Regions from separate parts of the Mus musculus genome. Here region 1 is linked to region 2. Evidence: chromatin contacts called from public Hi-C data. All regions are on one chromosome and are shown on one strand. The core of a region is the stretch at or near the end of the contact, and the rest is flanking DNA. Distances in the headings are between cores, read along the strand shown. Region 1 overlaps Lrch1 (leucine-rich repeats and calponin homology (CH) domain containing 1). Region 2 has its middle 19 kb from the start of Rubcnl.

Region 1 (2,815 bases), core at 5-2,504, 150 kb before region 2:
TTCCAGAGGACTGAGTTCGACTCCCAGCACCTATGCTGGGGGGCTCCCAAGCACCTTTAACTCTAACTTCAGGACCACACTTTCTTTAACCTAAAAAGACATTCTCACAGACAGACAGACAGACAGGCAGGCAGGCAGGCAGGCAGGCAGGCACGCACACACACACACACACACACACACACACACACACACACACACACACTTTAGAAAAATCTAAGCTTATAAAACCATCCAAGGCCTCTCTGGTGGGTCGAATGAGTTTTATAACCAAAAGCTGCTTAGCCCACCCCAAGTCCATGGAGTTAACAATCTAGTTAATTAGCATGCACGAGCAGGGGCATGTTTCCTCTTAGCCACATCTGTTCCCTCAGCATCTGTCTCATATACTTTGTCACGAGGTATTTTTGGATTATTTGCAGTTTTCATGAGAGTCAAAGGAACCACACATGGGTAACAAAGACCCAAGGTCCCCAAGGGGAACATTCATAAAGGGGAGGGGCAACTGTGTCCCTTTAGCTCCATGTCCACTGCCTATGTCAGCAGTCTTAGCTTCCTGAAGCCATTCATCTGACACTTATTTCTCTCAGGCAAGTCCAGGGGTCCCAAGCCTCCGCTTCTCTCCTTCAAGCCTACTGGCTAAAAAAAACGGATCCTTTATGAAAACAATGTTTACGGATAAGGTCACACAGTACCTGATAAGGTAAAGGCCAAAGTTCAATCTTAAATCTAACCAATGACACCTGTCTAAAAAGCTAATTTTCCTTGATTACAAAGGAGTTGATTTGCAGTGAAAAGGGCTTCTTGAGCTGATAAAGAATCGCAGGTTCAAATGTGGTGCCCCAGGATTCCCTGTCCTCGCTGCAGGAGAGCCTGTGTGCCTCCTCCTGCCACTGTCCCTGCCCTGCCTGGGTAAACAGGACAGGGAGAGAGGAGAGGGACGAAGGCCTGGCTCCTACCTGGTCCTCTGATGTCACTTTTTCAGTAACTCCTCATCATAAACCAAGTAACAGGGCTCAAAAACATCTCTGGCTTTTTTTGTTTCCTGCCAAATACACAGGATGGATTCTCACACACTAGCACCTTGCCCTTTCTTGTTGTGGTAAATACTTAATATTAATTTGGGGGTTTCTACCCCACCTTGCACCTTGGATCATTCAGTTCTCTGATAAAAGACACACAAACTTTTATATTTATAACAAGCCTTAGTCACATGGGTAGATATCAACCCTCTATGGCTTTCAGTATCTACTTCCCCTATCACTAACCCCGAGGATAGGACTTGCTGTGCTCCTGCTGAGACACACCTACTCTGACTGGGCAGCCCTCATGGCTAGTTCTTTTTTTTTTTTTTTTTTTTTTTTTGTTCATAGCAGTTTTATGCATAATAGCCAGAAACTGGAAACAACCCAGATGTCCATCAACTGAGAACGGATAAAGAAAATGTAGTTCATTTACACAATGGAATACTACTCACCTATTAAAAACAAGGACATCATGAACTTTGTAGGCAGATGGATGGAACTAGAGAATATCCTGAGTGAGGTAACACAGACCGAAAAGGACATGTATGGTATGTACTCACTTATAAGTAGATATTAAACATAAAGTGCAGGATATCTACACTACAATCCGCATACCTAATTTTCTTATGTGAAAATATTTCTCTGGGTGATAAAGATTTAGTGCTCACTAACGGAATGTATATTAGTCTTAAGTCCTGAAACATGTGCTGTTGTTGACATGTATCTGTACTCTAGCCTGTCTTTTTTTTTAATTAGGTATTTATTTCATTTACATTTCCAATGCTATACCAAAAGTCCCCCACACCCTCCCACACCCACTCCCCCACCCACCCACTCCCACCTCTTGGCCCTGGCATTCCCCTGTACTGAGGCATAGAAGGTCTACACGACTAATGGGCCTCTTCTTCCATTGATGGCTGACCAGGCCATCTTCTGATACATATGCACCTAGAGACACGAGCTCTGGGGGAGTACTGGTTAGTTCATATTATTGTTCCACCTATAGGGTTGCAGATCCCCCCAGCTCCTTGGTTACTTCCTCCAGCTCCTCCATTGGGGGCCCTGTGACCCATCCAAAAGCTGACTGTGAGCATCCACTTCTGTGTTTGCTAGGCCCCGGCATAGCCTCACAAGAGACAGCTATATCTGGGTCCTTTCAGAAAATCTTGCTAGTGTATGAAATGGTGTCAGCGTTTAGAGGCTGATTATGGGATGGATCCCCGGGTATGGCATTCTCTACATGGTCCATCCTTTCGTCTCAGCTCCAAACTCTGTCTCTGTAGCTCCTTCCATGGGTGCTTTGCTCCCAATTCCAAGAAGGGGCAAAGCCACTTGATCTTTGGCAAGGGAGCTAAAACCATCCAGTGGAAGAAAGACAGCATTTTCAACAAATGGTGCTGGCACAACTGGCGGTTATCATGCAGAAGAATGCGAATTGATCCATTCCTACCTCCTTGTACTAAGGTCAAATCTAAGTGGATTAAGGAACTCCACATAAAACCAGAGACACTGAAACTTATAGAGGAGAAAGTGGGGAAAAGCCTCAAAGATATGGGCACAGGGGAAAAATTCCTGAATAGAACATCAATGGCTTGTGCTGTAAGATCAAGAATCCACAAATGGGACCTCATAAAATTGCAAAGCTTCTGTAAGGCAAAAGACACCGTCAATAAGACAAAAAGGCCACCAACAGATTGGGAAAGGATCTTTACCTATCCTAAATCAGATAGGGGACTAATATCCAATATACAAAGAACTCAAGAAGGTGGACTCCAGAATATCAAATATCCCCA
Region 2 (3,063 bases), core at 345-2,844:
ACTTGCCCCACAACTGATGACAACCTCTAACTTAGTAAAAGAGTGGAACTTAAGACAGACACATGCTAGTGTCTCCCACAAGGAGCAGAAGATGTATTTAGACATCAGCTAGGGAGGGTATGTCTTCATTATTGTACTTCGGAGTCTTACTCCACAGCCACACTCTGGGAGACTTTGTCTTTTTGAAGAAACTCAAAGTGCACATAGTAACTGATTAAATAAGTACGTGTCATAAAATATTTAAGAAACTATCAGGCAAACTAAAGTTAAGTTGGCCACAAATCTCATGTGGCTGCATGGAAAGGCAGAGATAATATGAAGGAGGATTATTTTGTGATTTGCAAAGTAGTGAGCTAACGTTACCCTGAGTGAAATGATTGTACAGATTACAATGGGCACAGTCAAGATGGATCGTGGGCCCTGTGAGTGAAGGAACTCAAGGGCCTGGCTATGGTTTGGGTTTTCCTTTTATTTGGTTCAGAAGGAGGAGGAGTTTGGTAGTATGGGGCATGGTTTCTATGGTTTTCTGTTTTGGTTGATAGGTGATGCAATCGTTTTTCTACTGCGCAACTTTCTTCCCATAATATATCTGATTTTAATCCTAAGCATGCCTAGTTTTATACATAGGCATTGGATGGTAGATAAGGGATTGTCCCTAAAAATTCACTTGAAAGACGGGTCGCTTTGTTGAGTGGGCTCCCCAAAACAATTTAGACCCAAACCAATAGGGTCAGCCTTCCTGTTCTCCCTACCCAGACACATTGGGAACACATTAGAATAGGAACAATCTAGATTTGATTGTTAAGGCTGGAAATATGTATATCATTACTTAGAAAATGGTGTGTGTGTGTGTGCGCGTGTGTGTCTCAATGCAGGTGGAGATCAGCGGTTGCTAGGTGCATTGTTTAGAGAGTGGCATGTGAGCATAGCACCTGCAATAAAATAATGAGGTTGCCAAGTGAGTTTTTAAAAAGGTGTGAGTGTATGTGTTTGTGTATGTGTGTGTGTGTGTATATATATGTGTGTATATGTATGTGTTTGTGTATGTGAGTGTGCATGTATGTGTGTATGTGGGGTGTGTGTGTGTGTGTGTGTGTGTGTGTGTGTGTGTAAAACCAAGCAAAGTGCAGCAATGCTTGAGTGATCCAGTCCTCCATCTTCTCCAAACCTCACTGTGAACAGGCTTTTAAATGTCATCCATTCTACTGGGCGTCGTCTCTAAAAGCTGGTCATGCCAACGCTCTGACAGTCTTCGGAAAGCCTCTCCACACAGGTGTGGGGACCCCACCCTGCCTGTGGCAGAACAGAGTGCAGGAGAGAGGCAGCAGAGACAACTCAATACAGGCTTATCGAAGAGCTGGGGCTAGGAATGGGCGCGCAGATTTATGTTCGAGCCCAGCTCAAAGTAAGGCCACCCCAGATCTCAGCTGTGTCATCCTGAGGTTCATGATTTCCTCAGACCACAGTGTGGGCAGTTAGGTGTGGCTCTACAGAACAGAACATTTCTTTTGACTTTACCAAAGCACAAAACCACACTCTGAGTAATTCCACGTGTTGGGCTTGGATAAAGACAAGCTGGGACATCCCACGGTTTTAGTGAAGCTGTAAATGTGTCACACTGCTCTCTGCCAACAGAGAACAGGAGACAAGCAAGCAGGCAGGCTAGAGAGGCCAGTGAGAGTCAGGAAGGCCATGTGTCCCTGTGCCCCCCCAGGATGTGTGGTTTTAGCACTAACCACTCTATGTCAGTGAGTTAAAAAAAAAACAAGGTCTGCTTGAGTAGAAGCTGGAGAAAGGGTGAAGTGACCAGAGCTCAAAGCCTTGAGTAGAAGAGAGATGTCGCATAATCACTAGCTGCTACAGAAGTGTTTTTCATGTCTCCTCAAAGACCATAAGTTATAGCTGCACAGTAAGAAATTTGGGTGTGTGAAGATAAGCTGCAAACAAAGAGATGTTCTTTAGGGGAGTGTTCCAGAAGTACTACTAACACAAACACAATCAGTGAAAGCAGGAACAAGGCTGGAAGGAGCACAGGATTCCTTCCCTGCCCAGCAGTCTCCACCCAGAGGCCACTGGTTCTTCCTGCCCTTTTGATGACACTGTGGGTTAAGCTGTCTCCACCTCCACATGCTGAAGTTCTAAACCCACCCAGTTTTGGTCAGGACCTTATTTGGAAAGAGAGGTTTTGCGGATGTAATCAAGTTGTGATCGTGCCATGCTACTTTAGGGTATACTCAGTGACAGTGGTCCTTAAAGAGAAATTTGAAGATTGGCATGCTAGTATATGCCAGTAATCCCCACATGAGAAAGGGCTGAGGCCACCCTGGACTGTAGAAACAACAAAAACAAGCTGGGAGCAAATCACAGAGGAGGGGACCAGAAGGAAGAGGAGGGGTGGGGAGGGGTGGATTTGGACACAGAGACACATGTTAGGGAGGAAGACTATCTTAGTTATTTCCTATTGGCGTGAAGAGACTCCACAATCGAGGCAACTCTTATTAAAGAAAGCATTTAACTCGGGCCTTGCTTGCAGCTTTAGAGGATTAGCCTGTGGTCATGGTGGGAGCAGGTAGACACGGCACTGGAGCAGTAGCTGAGAGCTTTATATACCGACCCACAGGCAGCAGGCAGAAAGAGTAGGCAAAGCCCACCCCCCAGACACACCTCCTCCAACAAGGCCATGCCTCCTAATCTTTCCAAAACAGTTCATCCCTGGGCACTACGCATGCTAACCTATGAGCCTATGGGGCCCAATCTTATCCAGATCTCCACAAAGATGAGATATGAAGTTAAAGATGGAAATTGATGGCTTCTAAAGGCAGGGATTACTCAATACTATTGGCGACCACAAGAGTCTAGGACTGAGGCATGGAGCAGATTCTCTCCCAGAGTGTCCTCGAGTAAGCCAACCCTGCCCGGTACCTGGATTCCAGCCCCACCCCCACCAGAACTGGAGAGAAGACAGCTCTGCTATTTTAAGCAGCCCAGATTATGGCTATTGGCTCTGAGAGTCTGCGGGAATGAACGCAAGGGCTTCCACACACATGACTGATCACTTACTTA

The links. Hi-C and Micro-C count contacts between places; a contact is called where the count stands out from the background.
Region 1: a contact with region 2 is called in a Hi-C map of bone marrow-derived macrophages, with 34 read pairs. The contact joins two enhancer-like sites. A contact is called at or near these places in 1 of 15 datasets of contacts at CTCF or cohesin (large pre-B cells), 15 of 484 Hi-C or Micro-C datasets (the AML12 cell line, B cells, the BV-2 cell line and 11 more) and 5 of 115 datasets of contacts at active chromatin or transcription factors (effector CD8 T cells, large pre-B cells, memory CD8 T cells and 2 more).

Annotation. Positions count from the first base shown.
Region 1 is chr14:74,840,622-74,843,436 of GRCm38.p6, forward strand. All of the region lies in intron 2 of Lrch1 (leucine-rich repeats and calponin homology (CH) domain containing 1), which reads right to left. Among named protein-coding and RNA genes, the nearest start is that of Gm52135, 23 kb to the left of the region's middle. Within about 2 kb of position 1,255, at least 88 of the 459 cell types and tissues checked have an H3K27ac peak or open chromatin away from gene starts, as enhancers often do. A contact at or near this core is called in CD8 T cells and bone marrow-derived macrophages, where this site is marked.
Region 2 is chr14:74,995,172-74,998,234 of GRCm38.p6, forward strand. No RefSeq gene overlaps it. Among named protein-coding and RNA genes, the nearest start is that of Rubcnl, 19 kb to the right of the region's middle. Within about 2 kb of position 1,595, at least 75 of the 459 cell types and tissues checked have an H3K27ac peak or open chromatin away from gene starts, as enhancers often do. A contact at or near this core is called in CD8 T cells and bone marrow-derived macrophages, where this site is marked.